2 separate regions of the Mus musculus genome follow, and region 2 is linked to region 1. The links are chromatin contacts, called in public Hi-C maps. All regions are on one chromosome and are shown on one strand. The core of a region is the stretch at or near the end of the contact, and the rest is flanking DNA. Distances in the headings are between cores, read along the strand shown. Region 1 holds the start of Plppr1 (phospholipid phosphatase related 1). Region 2 overlaps Plppr1 (phospholipid phosphatase related 1).

Region 1 (7,321 bases), core at 131-2,630:
AATGGAATCAGTGAACGCCTTACAGTGCCTGCCACTGGCCCTCATCCTGCCTTAATTGGCTGTCTGTTCACACCTCTTTAAATGCCTCTCGTTTGCCCCTCTTCTATTCCTCTTTGTCTGGCCTCACCTGCTGACCCAGTGTTGGCTACCTCAAAGGGCCCTTAGATTCCAGGCTTCCCCCAGTCGCAAGAGACCCTTGCTCAGAGTTCATCTCAGCGGGGACTGGCTTTTCAAATGGAAATTCTGTTCTCAGGACCTTTTCCCTGGTGCAGAAGAGAAATAGGTAGGGAAATAACTAGATAACTAGGTGGCAGGTGGCAAAGAATCTCCACAGAATAGGTTGAAAGCAAAAAAAAAAACCTGTATCCCCACAAAGACAAATAACAGCCCAGAATCCTACACGTAGTCCACACGTGTGTGCCACAAAATCCAGGGCAAAAATAAATTCCCAGATTCGCTTGACACCGCTGCCACACAGCTGTCTCAGCCCAGCTCCCAGATCTGCTGCAGTGGTGTTTGTGAAGACAGCGCCTTCTCCCGGGAGCAGAGACCCTGGGGCCCGGCGTTTCTAGGAGGTGATTACTCCAAGCCTTTCAATAACTCATCACTCATCCTGCACTGACCCGAGCCTCACCCTAGAAACTCGGTCACCGTCGAAGTCGACAAGAAAGCCCTTGGCCATCCTAATTCTCCAGGTGACACTGTTACTATGCGCCTGGAGCTCAGGAAAGAGAATCTCTGGCAGGTGCCCACGCCTGAGGCAAAATCAATGGCAACGCTTACAGCTAGGGGCTGAGAAATCTCAACCCCTGCTGGGGCGGTGGGTTTGACAACAGCTACTGGAAAGGTCTCCGGATCCCCACGCCCACCCCTGCAACCCTGCTGGGTATCTCGACCCAATGCAGTCTGAAGGGCGGAACCGGACCGAGAGAGCGCCTCCACGCCCCCTTTGTCTCCACGTTTTCCAAATGACAGGAGAGGAAAGTTTACGAGCCTGGACGGGGTAGCTTTCTTCTGGGTCCATCTGGCACCTCGCAGGAGCCGAGATCCTCGCTGGGATGGGATCGCGCTCTCCTCCTCGGAACAACCAGGGCATTACCTTCATCTGCACCTTGCAACCGGCAAGCCAGGCGTGGGCCACCTGAGTCGCTTCGTCCAGTCGGAAACCTGCCCCCTTCGCCCCAGTATGTCCAGCCTCAGCTGTGCCCCGGGCACCACACTCACCTTTGGCGGCCAAGCTTCCTTCCTTGCGCCCTATTGGGCGGACGGACTGCAGGCGGCGAGGTGCATTCAGGCAGCGGCTGCAGACGAGCTCCTCAGGCGCTGCTGCATTCCGCTTGCGTGGGAGAGCGAGCGGGCGAGCGCGCGGCACGGGCGTATGCGAGTGTGTGTGTTTGTGCGGTGTGTGTGTGTGTGTGCGCTCGTGGGCGGGGTGGGGGCGGGAGTGCGCGGGATCACAGATTCCCCTCGGCGACCATCCCTTGCTAAGCCTCCTCTGCTGCCTCCTCTTGTCGTTGGGTCCAGGTTTTGGGACCTCCCGTTTGTTTAATGAAAGGGAAGGAGCAAAAGGCCGGCGGGGAGGGGGCGTGGGGGGGCGTAGAGGCGGGGAGAGGACCGCGCATGCTCAGAGAGGGGCACCGAGCTTGCTCTCTCTCAAGAGCTGAAGCATGAAGCTTGCAGGGTTGTGCCCCAGGGAGTACCGGAGACTCTGCGGGGTTCCTGGAAGGCAGCCCGGGAATCCCGCTACCTAGGTGCTCCCTGAGCAGAGACGCCAGGGCTCCCGCGCTCTGGAAGCCAGTGGCAGGATCCCCACCCACCTAGGAGCCGCTTCTGCTTGCCAGTCTTTGGTAGCGCTGCGTTTTTCTTGCCTTGGATATTTTTAGTGCTTTCTCAAGCAATCTCTGAGGCCAAAGCATGATATATGCAGAGAAGTCCACAAGGAAACCCGGGCTGCAGGTGGCACCTGGACTAAAATGAGCTTTCTGACTTGGGTTTCCTTCTTCCCCCAACTTCCAGTCTGTGTTTAGCAAGGAGTAAGGGCAGGCAGTCCAGAGTCGTCCAGTCCAAACAGCTTTAACGGCTTCAGGGCAGAAAGGCACATAAAGGGTAGCGGAAGGAAGGTGACTCTCCAAGGACCCTGGATTCAGCCTTGTTCCGTGTCAAGATCCGATGGAGAAGACAGTTGCCTACTCAAGAGGGCAAAAAGAACAATGCAGCCATTGCCCCGCTTGTCTCCAGTGCCAAAGCAATTGTGGGCTCTCATAGGTTGAGGCTTCTGGCCCCTCTGCTAAGTGGAAGAACAACTGTTAGCTTAAGAAAGTCCAGTAAGAGAACTTGAGCCTGTAAAGGCACAGTAACCTGAAGCCACTGGACATTGGCAGGTGAGAGACTCAGCAAGTGGAGTGGAAACTTTCTCAGCGATGTTTGTGCACCAACAAGCGTCCATTTTCTTCTCACAGTTTAATCAAACAGCAGCAGCACACATAACCCCATTTGCTTCCCTACTTTAGAAAAAGACATCCCAAACAGGGGACTTTCTGGAACTCCCTTGCACTCACTTGTTTTTTTTTTTTATCCCTCCAAGGAAGAAGCACAGAAGATGGCCCTCTCTGGCAAATGTTTTCCAAGCTTTCCTTAAAGATCACTTCGGAGGGCTTCCACTGTGCACTTCTAGCAAGCAGATGCCTTCTTGATGAACTCTGACCTGTGTCCCATTTGTCTTCTCAATAATAATGCTGAGTGACACTTGAACAGCAGACAATTAGATCAAATCCTAGGACACACACAGAGGAGAGAAAACAGCATGTCTAAATACCACAAACAAAAGCAAAGTTCAGGAAGGGGCGGGGGGGGGGAACTAAGAACACCAGGATAGGAGGTTCTTAGAAAGAGTGCTGCCCAGGAAGTGTGGCAGGTGGCAATACCTTCCCCCTCATTGAGAATAAAGCTGAGTCCTTTGCTTAAAGAACAGTAACGTTGGATTTCCATCCACCCAGGAGGAAGATCAGGGTCTCCAATGAAACCTCTGACATATATTTGGGGCTCCTAACCATGACTGTTTTTATTTTTTTAATGTTTTGCTATTACAGTATTTAGAAATATCTAAGAGAGATCTGCACGCGCGCGCACACACACACATTCCCTTTAGAACAATCAACAATGTTTACAGGAATTTCAAGGTTCTCATATTAGCAGGGTCAGAGAACAACTTGCAAAAGCCAATCCTTACCCTCCACAATATATGGATCCTGAGAATCAAACTAAGTTTGTGGTGTTTAATTGTGGACACCATAACCTGCTGAGCCATCTCCCCGGGCCCCACTTCACCATCTGAAAGTGTCAAGTAGCTTCAAGGTCAAAGGTGAAGAGAACCTTTCATGTGTGGAACTGCGAATCAAGTGGAATCCCTCTATACTGCATCTACTATAGAACTATGAATGGACAGTTCAAGAATAAAACCTTCCTATGTGGGGAGTGGGGAAAATTCAGGGGGGACACGATGTACACAAAGCATATAACACTTCCTAGCTTGCATGGCTCTCTGCAAACTGCGGCTCTCAGTGTTTTGGTTAACGTTTTCATTACCCTGAATTTTGTTTTAAGCTGAGATTTTCTTTTCTAAGAGAGTGCAAGTGAAAAAGTTGAAAACCAAAGCTTCCCAATTTTCCCTTCTGGCTTCTTCTATCACCCACGCACGCATCACCCTAATGTATTTAAATCCATGTAGTAAAAAGAATACTATGAAGACACGTGGCCTTGCAAATAGTAACTAATTCTAGCCTCACCTTTCTGCTCATGTATGGACATAACGGTGAGACAGGCGTGTCTTCAAGCAAGCATGTGCACCCCTTATTTCTCATCGTATGAATAGAGGTCCACCCCCCCCACCCGACTGGCACTTTCCTTGGCAATCAACTTTGAAAAATATTTATCTTTACATTTGACATTAGCTTAGCTAAGTAGGGTTTCATATGCGGTTTCCAGGCACATTTCATTTTGGATGATTACTCCCAGACACATACCCGTCCTTCATCTTACCCCCACTTTCCCCACTGTATCTTCTCACACACACCCGCATTCCCTGCTCCACCTTACTCTGTTACTAGCCCCACCCCAACTCCTTTAAAGTGTCCTTCTTCGAAGTCACGTGGGCCCCTTTCTAGTTTCCTGCCTTTACCTATATTTACTCCCTTCTGGATACACAAACTCAATAGCTAGCGGCAAGGATCCGCATGGGAGAGAACATATGGTACTGGTCTCTCTGAGCCCGTGTTAGCTCAAATAATGCTTCCAGTTGCATCCATCTTTCTGCAAACTTCACGAATTCCTCTTCCTTTACGGTTGAATAAAAGCACGCAGTGCATGTGTATATTTTCACTACCCACTCACCTGCTACTAGACGACATATTTTCTTCCCATCTAAGTTTGCCTATCAGATGTCTTACTCCTGAGTATAAGATCTATAGTAGTAATAAAGATTTTTGCTGACAGAACTATGGCAAAATTATCCCCATGATCCTTCGAGTATATAATAAGTAATTTAACACTGCATGTCTGCTTTTGTTTATCTTTCCTTCAGACAGGTCAGTTATGAGTCACTCAAATAAAGAGTTTTTGTTCTTCTGCTGCAAGTGGGATATATTCAGTAAATGTTTAAAGGGTGAGTGATAAATACGAACTCACAAATTAACATATGCTGATAAAATGTTTTCTTTGAAACAGACTTCTGAACACACTGATACTTGGTACTTTTATAGATCGTGAAGTTGGTAGGTTCTGCTTTTAAAATCTTTTGTGCAATTGTCTAAAAATGGAAGTTGAAATGAGAAAGGCAAAGCAGGTTTCTGAAGACAGTTTCTATTTCTTTGGAAACAGATAAATCAAGCCCATTCTAAGGTTTTCTTCTAATTCACAAAGAGAGTAAGTTTGGGCTCAAAATGTCTGATAGTTTGAGAGACAGAATCATGCTAGACAACTAGCCCACCAGAATTATTTTCTAGTGCCTCCACTCAAAAGAATAAAATTGTCATTAGTTGTTTTTTCTTCTTCAAAATTGTAATTATAACCAGAGAAGGACCATACTCAGAATCTCACTCTAGCCTTTCTAAATCATTACTCATAAAAGTATGAAATTGGTTTTATTATTATGGATAAGAGTTAGGGTGTTGTGGGAGCATTGGAACTATGACTTCCATATAAGCCATGGAAAGGACTGAGATGATCAGGTGAGCGATGATATATTTATCTTTTCCCTGCCATATATCTAACAAGAATTTTCTGAGGCTGATATGAAAAATGAAGAAGATATAAAGAGAGAAGCTTAGGTTCTTTGTATCCTACTTGATGAAGGAACAGACCATGAATTCTGCCACATTCTGTTAACCACATGGACAAGCATGGTCACTCCTCAGATTATCTTAATTTAGTCTTAATCTTAGAATAACTGTGTTTCTTAAGAAGACACTGATTGACATAAATTTCCAGTGCATTTCTCATATTCATAGACTTTTCTCACCTGTCTTGAGTGATCTCAACCACCCTTACAGTGTTTGAAAGAGAATGATCCTCATAGGCTTGTATGTTTGAATACTTACGTGGTCCCAGTTGGTGGAACTGTTTGGGAAGAATATGGAGATGTGACCTCATTAGATACGGTGTGTCAAGGGGCAGCATTCAAGACTCCTGAAGCCTCCTACCATCCCCAGTGCACTCTCTGATTCTTCTTGATTGTGGATCCAGATGTCTCTCGCCTGCTGCTCTCTTTGCTACTGTTCTGGAGGCATGCTCATTTGTCTACTGCCATGCTGCCTGATAGGATGATTTTGATTCTAACCCTAAGCCCCAAATAAACTCTTTGTTCTATGAGCTGCTTTGATCATGGTGTCTTATCAAAGCAGTGAGAAAGAAACTAAGACATATTTCATACTTGTGCTCTAATACCTGGGCTTCTCCATCTCCTGTGCTTTGTATTTTGGGTCAGTACTTCATATGTCCTACACTTCCAGACCGAAAGTGCCCTCCAAGGTCTCCATCTCTGCCCACTGTTAGCATTTCCTTACTGCGTCAGAATGGGCAGATAGAAAATCCACCTATTCTTTTTCATTCTGGCCCCTGCTGCCAGCCTGGACTGGTTTATTCTCAATGGTCTTGGTGGCTTTGGTTTTTTGGTTTGTTTGTTTGTTTGTTTAAACCATCATTTTTAATGTTTAAATTTAGACTGCTGAAATAAATTGCTCAATCATCACTTCATAGTAGTCTAGTCCAGAGATTAACCGACCAGTAAGTACACACTTTATGCCTTGTAGGCCATATGGTGTCTGTCAGAAGTACTTAACTCTTTAGCCACTGACAATGTATGAAAGAATGGGGATGTCTATACTCCAGAATATTTTTCTTTAATAAAAGCAGGTGGTGAGATGGATTTGTCCCTCAAGGTATAGTTTGCCAACTCTGAGTTCAACCTTTTCCTTTATAACCTCCACATTTATCATCAGCAATGTGTTGCGTGTAAGGAATTTTAAACGTGCCATTTGTCCTATGTGTAGGAAAATAATAAAAGCGCAGGAAGTCTTAGTCTTGCCAGTTTAGGGGATTCTTGTCAGCAAGCATGCCTCTCTCACTACCTTATAAACATAGTCAAAAATTATTTTTTTCTACTTGTACATCTGCCTGTTTTCTGCATGTAACAGTGCAAGCAATAGCAAGTATACTATTTTTAGTCTAAAAAGCTACTTTTGCAGCCTTAGAAATTTGATGAGAGAGCTAGTTAAAGAAAAATTCAAGCATGGCATTCTTTCCTTTTAAAATAGAGCAAGTATCATAGCCTGATTCTGACCAGCACCTTAGAAACTACCTCTCCAAATAAACTCCAGCCAATAAAAATATGTCCTCATGCAGAGGCAACCCCTCTACTAAGTTGAACTCATATGATTTTAACTATTGCCTGAGCACTTTTACAACACTTAACCCAACTTATAAAATTTACCCCATCTAAGAAATATTCCTACACAAACATCTGCAGATTAAACAATGTTCCTAATAAAATACAGCATTTCTGCAATTCAAAAATTCACATAGAATCTCAGTGGACTCTATACAACCAAAACCAATTTTTTTTTAAGAAGAACCAAATTGGAGGTCTCACTATCCAGGATTTTGAAACTTACAGAAAATCTAATCAAGACAATGTGATACTGGCACAAAGACAGGCATATAGGCTGAAATAGAATAGAAAGCCCAGAAATGAATCTAACATATGGTCAAAATGATTTTTGACAAGTATGCCAAAACTGTTCAATGGAGAAAAGTCACTCTTCAACAA
Region 2 (6,773 bases), core at 3,860-6,359, 150 kb before region 1:
AACTAAGTAGAAAGAGTCAGGCCGCATCACAAAACCAACCAACCAACCAACCAACCAACCAACCAACCATCCAATATAAAGGAGACTCCTTCATGAGTGAAGATAGAAATTCCAGGCACACCTGTGGGGCTGTTAGAATCCTGTACTAGTAGTCCAGATGTTATCAACTGTCAGTGGCATACTGGGTCATATCAATACCATGAGGCCTGCCATTAATGTTCACAGGCTAACAAAGCCTGGGAAACTCAGATCACAGCCATTCTGAATTCATTCCCTTCCCATTCACTGAACTAGCTAATCTTACTAATTTCTCATAGGATCACCTACTTCATACAGTATGACTTTCATGGATTTATCTGGTTCCACTATATAATGAACAAGCATCTTCAAATACACTGCCTGTATTTTAATATCAGAACTTTTATTTTTCAGCATTACAGACCACTTTATGATAAAGTAATGAATCACCATGTACCAAAGTCTGTTCATTTATGATTATTTCTGGAAGATAGATTTATATACTTTCGGATTTGCAGCATATTGCCAATCTACTTTGTCCAAAAACTGATATGTTAACCATCCCTTTAAAAAAGGGAGTATTTCTATCTCCTATTTTTATAGGCTCAGAGATCTAGTTGGTGTATTAAGGAAACTGCTTTGGTCTATATGGTCCATGCTCACACAGCTATGTCTGAGCTGAAAGATACTTAGAATCTGAAGGGTGTGTTAATCCTCTCCCAATCAAGTTCAAGCTAGAGTCCTATCTCCAATATACTACCTCATGGAAAGTTGTTTCTGCTTGAGGAACAATGGGGTTTCCCACATAAATCATTAATAGATAAAATCTCCGCAAACATTTTCCAGTGTCTTATTAACTGGAACTTGACTAAGTAAACCTGTAACATGTAAATGAGACAGGATTTCATTTTTAGTGGAAAAAGAACTCATGAGGACACTTAGTGATACACAACTTAGGCTGAAAAAAAAAGACTTTCTCTCTTTCCACTGTTCATTTCTATGTTGGATGTAATGGGAAATGGCCATATGCTTATGGCTCTTGATAATGAAATGCTAGTGGTAATGACATACCTGATCAAATATGAGCTTTAAAGGTCAGTTTTATGAGTCTGCAAGATTGTTTCACCTTATAAAAATAAACATGGAACCACTCTGGGATGGAGGCTCCAAAGGATTTGGTCCTGAAGAGAATGAGATGAGATGAACAGACATCTCTTATCAACAACCACAGTGTAAGAAAGTAGCCTGTATGTTAGTCAAGCCACCAGCATTTAGGTACAGCGAGTTACAGTGGCAGAATCTATTCTATACAGCAAGAATTAATAACTTGGGAGACAATTTGTGTACATTGTCTAATCTTTTATACAGTTATAATTATATGTACTATGTTCTTTAGATGCTTCAACAGTGCAGCTATAATTGTTTTCAGTATTTTGACATATTAAGGCACAATGTACACTAATGCATATGTACAAAATATTTACATGTTACAAAACTGTATTCACCAAACTTAGATTGGTAGTGAATTCTGAACGGGCAAAGAGGGAAATGAAATCCTATAAGAAAGAATACAAAGGAGCTTTGACTGCATCAGGCAAGTCCTATGATGATGATGATGATGAAATCCAAGCCAAATAATGTCAAAATGCTGAAGTTCTGTACAGCTAAATTATGAAGACTTTGCTGATTATATTTTTACTGTATAAAAGTCTAGTTGAATTCATTCAAAATGCATTTTTACAAACAGTGTTATATTGGAACTAGGAAAGATGGCTCAGGTCTTAGCACCCACATGGCAACTCATAACAGTCTGTAATCCCAGTTCCAGAGGAAGTGATGCCCTCTTTTTACTTCTGTGGGCACCAAGCATACATGCGGTGTACAGACACTCATACACATAAAAATAAAAGCAAGCAAATCTTTTTAGAAAAAAATGTCATCTAATACCAAGAGCTCAGAGTATTTTCTGAGTCTCACTAGTCAATGTAAGTCTCCATCAAGTCAAAGGATTTTGCAAAGAGCTTTAGGGAGTTGAAATCTATCTTGATCAAAATGTAAAAATGTTTTTTAGGGTCTTCAAGGAAGACAGATTCTAGGAAAGGAAGTTCACACTTCCACAGTTCAATGTGTCTTCCTTCTGGTCCCTGAAGACATAAACAAGAACTTCTCTCTAATCCACTGCTTCTCAATCTTCCTAATGCTGCAACTCTTTAACACAGCTCCTCATGTTGTGGTGATCACAACCATAAAATTATTTCATTGTGACCTCATAATTGTAATGTTGAAACTATTATGAATTATAAAGTAAATATTTGATATACAGAATATCCAATATGTAACCAATATGGAATCATGGCCCAGAGGCTGAGAACCAATAATTTAACTGGTTCTCCACTGGACAAAGTTCAGCAGTTCACTGTAATAGTGATAGCTATATATACACAGTGAAAGAAAAGAATACTTTATATTGTAAAGCTCCAAACTTTAATGTCGGAAGCTGTGTTGCCTTGGGCCAGTCAGTTTCTTCTTTGTTCTTCAGATTTTTCTTTTGGAAGTTAACATGTGAAGACAAATTTCTTTTATATAGGATCATAAATATTGTTCTACTAATGTTTTAAGCATACAGTTTTAAGGAAATATGATGTATTTGATGATAGAATATCAGTATCTGTGGATGGGAAGGGGCTGAGATCTCTGAAAGGAAGAGATTTCATTATAATTAATTCATTTCATTAACATGCTCACGAGAGCACAGACACTCTTACTCTGCTCATCCCTTTCCCAGTCTCCTCTTTCTTACTTCTGAGGTTGAGGGTTGTTTGTTTGTTTGATTTTGTTGTTGTTGTTGTTGTTTGTTTGTTGTACTTCATAGAAGCACGTACTTCTCCCAAGAGTTGCAGGAAGGAGAACTAACCATTGAGGTGATCAGAGAAGGCAGCATGGGGATGTAGGAAACCAGATTCCCAACCCCACGTCTTTGATCAAACTCACTCCCAGTTGGTTTCCTCAGCTCCTGGTCCCTTGGCATTCAGGACAAGATCATCTTGCTGGTCCTCACTTCTCTTATTTTGTGAGATCTTGTTTTAACTGGGACCTGGACCCATTCTAAAGGAGTCTCACTCACTCCCTCAGAAAATCAAAAACCAAGAATGGAGTTCTGCCTTTAAAACTAGCCTGGGGACCATGATACTTACCAAAATGGACAACTGAATATTGATTGCACCAAAAACACCATTAAGTGATGTTTGTCCAGAAAAGTATAGGCAAAAAATTTTATCATTAATATTTGCCACTGTAATTTAAAAGCCATATAAATTCATTGTTCTGCTATCTAGTAAAGTTTCTTCCTAAAATCATGTAAGCCCCCAAAATTCACATATAGCAGGATTAAACTACCCAGAGGCTGTCTCTTCTGTCGGTTTTTGGTGTGTGTGTGTGTGTGTGTGTGTGTGTGTGTGTGTGTGTGTCTATGCAAGTACACACAGGCACAAGTGTATAATTGGCTTACTTTCATCTTTGTGCCAAAACTGTTACTTTAAAATTATTCTTGTCAAGCATGTGTTACTCAGCAAGAATGCTCGGGTGCCTCACCTCATTAATTTTTCAAAAGCTCTCATGATGCATTCCTATTTCTTTCTGTTTAACAAAGTAACTGAAATCTTAAAGGACAAACAAGTTTGTATCGGCAACAAACAATAGAGCCAGGACTTGAGTCCAGAAAGCTTCATAACAACTTATATATTTTCCATTTCATTTTAGAAGACAATAAGATTCTGATATTTTTCTATAAGCAGAAACCAGTTTATTATTTTATTTATTTATTTCACTATTATTTATTTATTTAAAAACTGGAGACAAAACTTTCAATATGAATTAGGTATACAAATCTGAAAGAATCAAAATGTGAGGCTCATATACAAACAGGTAAAATGACTTAATCTAAGAAGCTGCAAGCTCAGGTTAGAAATGCAGGTACAGAGACATCCTTCTTCCCAAATCAGAGACACTTAAGGCAACGGACACAGATGGCATTCAATGCCCAAAGAGTGATGCACGGTTACTTCCCTTCCACCCTAAGGAAATCAAAATCAAGTTCTTGGCAAACATTGTATTATTTATTTATCTCCAGGATATGATTTATCATCATCATCTGATAGGTTCAATCTGAGAGGAATGAATTGTCAAACACGGGCAATAAAACTTGCAAGTACAGTCAACCACCAAAATGAGAAAACTAACCCTGGCTCATGCATACATGTCAAGCCTCTGCTGCATACATTATGGAAAGGTTTCCAGCCCCCAGTCTCTTCTGAGGAAGCACAGCTCCACATAGAGTTGGTCTTAGCACAAATACATTTGAAAGAGATTTGAAGGTGCAGTTTAGTAACGATTTTACAGAGGATACAATAAAATTGTCCTTAGAGAAATCTATTTGTATGTGGAGACATTTGTCCAAAACAGATAGTTACTATTAAGCATTTTGGGGGGAAAATGTCTAATTTTGCAAGGGAGCATGGGATACCACAAACAACACACATTATTTTTGTTCAGACTCCTGAGACACCAATTTATGAGTCTTTCCTTAGGGAAATGCTCTCTCTATAGATTCTCAAGCATGAAATGCGTTGCTGAAATAACAGATAAAGAAAAGGCAAGATGGAGACAGCAGGATGCAGAAAGGAGGGAGTGTACAAAAAAACACAGAAAGACTCCTGAGTCCTTTGGCACTGTTTTAATTTTCCTCTAACTGTTAGACTCTCAGTCCTGTGTCTTGATCCCTCCAAGATATTCCTAACTGTAAGATGCAGAAACAAAGCTGAGAGAGCCATGCCTCCTGTTAAAAATGAATTTTTCTCCTATTCCATCTGATTTCTCTGGCCTCTGTCCAGACAAACATTTGCTACTTTTTGCTTTTTCTACTGCAATTAGATCAGTGAAAAGCTAAAGTCTATTGGTCTGAAATACCACATGGATTTTTCTCTGATTGTGCTAAAACCCTTCCGTTCCAGACCCTCAGATCCTTATCCACATGTTAAGATTTCAGTGTCAGAGACAGAACCTGCTGGCGCTGGGAGGAGACAAAGGATTCATTCTGTCTGCCCAGCATTGCTTGCGTCTTAACCTATCTGCTTTCCTCCCAACGCTCTGCCCTTCCTTTTGGTCCGGTCATTATTTTCTACATGCGCTTTTGTAATCTATAAGCACTGACCCCTCTCATTTTTGTACAATTCCAGAAATGCCCAGGGTAATGCTGCTCCTGACTGTCATGGCCACAAGACGATATGTGCGGCTCAGCGCCTCACCAGGCAGCTCACTGCCACCTCTTCCAAGTGAGTCCAAAGCAAGTTCCTGCTTCTCTGGGAAATTTGAATTAGGGGTGTTGGTTCATGGCTATTCTCCTCACCAACTTCCAGGAATAAAACAAACATACCCAGTCTATGCTTATATAAAAGTAGCGAAGAAAATGCACTTGAGAGTTCAACACTGGGCAACAGGTGTCTCTCATCCTTGCCTTGTATTCATCTCAGCAGGGCTACGAAATCCTGCCTTACAAGGAGTTTTATAAGCGCCAAGTTACAGAAGAAGCTTAGTTACATGAAAACCATTTAGAAAAGGCAATCACCTAGTGCCTCAGGGAAACTGTAGACATTAATATTTTCTTGAGTTAATAAATTGATGGAAAAAGGTAATGGAAAAACCTAGTACAAAACACATACCTTTCTCTCATTCTCTCCTCTCCTCTTTCTTCCTCTCTCCCTCCCTCCTTCCCTCCCTCCCTCCCTCCCTCCCTCCCTTCTTTCTTCCCTCCCTTCCTCTCTCCCTTCCTTCTTCTCTCCCTTCCTTCCCTCTTTCTCTCTCTTTCTGTTGAATTCACAGGTTAAACTGAAACAGAAAAGGTACTAGAAACGCTGGTGGTGATGCATAGACACAAGCCCCAGTGGGCCCATGGTGGTGATGCATAGACACAAGCCCCGGTGGGCCCAGGTGAGTGTAGAGAAAGAGTTACAGATCAATCTCAGTATTGGGGTTTGGACCTTAGTGTCCACAATATAGGACAGGAGGACTTGTTTTGGAAGGACAACACCTGTGTAAAAGCCAGTATTCCTGAAAAGTCGCTCTTCGCTCTCAAGAACAAAGACACTGCTAGCATAAGAAGAACACAGGGAGAAAAATGCTCTGACTTTGGGGCCATGGGAGTTGGGGCTCCAATAATAAAACCAAAGTGCAAGAGTTATAGTCATTCAAAATCCCTCCAAAGCGTTACTCCCAAAACCTAACACCCACATGAATCCTAAAAGAATCTATCCACTGAGCGCCACACGGTGGCAGACACAACAAATAAGATGACTAATCACCTTATTCTGAGAGTACGTAAAATGCATGTGGTACAATGAAAGACACGCAAGAAAGGCAAAAGCAATGAAATAACACTATAAAGTAGGAAGACTAAAGCAAAAAATGCACAGAATTTTTAGAAATTAAGTAGAAATGAGATGAATGAACAGAAAGAGTATAGAAAGAAGTAGAAAGGTATATAATACATCAGAAAGTTGTTACAGTGAAAAGAAAATGGAATATTATTTGGATGTTCATTGCTGTGTGTCTTTTGCTCGGGGAGGGCAGGAACAGACATCTGTTTACCTAGAGAGGATATCAATGGCAGATGAAAGAAATGATTCTACTCTATTCTAACCTAGGGAGCCGGTGACTTTATTGGGGTCACTTTCAAGCATAGGCAGCTGAATCACTGAAAA

Evidence for each region. A called contact is a pair of places that touch in the nucleus more often than the background predicts.
Region 2: a contact with region 1 is called in a Hi-C map of forebrain, with 2.9 times the contacts expected there. The contact joins the enhancer-like site here to the promoter of Plppr1 in region 1. A contact is called at or near these places in 6 of 484 Hi-C or Micro-C datasets (cerebral cortex, cortical neurons, forebrain and 2 more), 2 of 115 datasets of contacts at active chromatin or transcription factors (embryonic forebrain and forebrain) and 1 of 9 other capture datasets (pancreatic islet).

What each region holds. Positions count from the first base shown.
Region 1 is chr4:49,053,521-49,060,841 of GRCm38.p6, reverse strand. Plppr1 (phospholipid phosphatase related 1) reads right to left here and starts at 1,380. Exons shown (of 8, transcript NM_178756.4): 1 at 1,225-1,380.
Region 2 is chr4:49,211,352-49,218,124 of GRCm38.p6, reverse strand. The region is part of intron 2 of Plppr1 (phospholipid phosphatase related 1); the gene reads right to left. Among named protein-coding and RNA genes, the nearest start is that of Gm32657, 31 kb to the left of the region's middle. Within about 2 kb of position 5,109, at least 10 of the 459 cell types and tissues checked have an H3K27ac peak or open chromatin away from gene starts, as enhancers often do. A contact at or near this core is called in cortical neurons and forebrain, where this site is marked.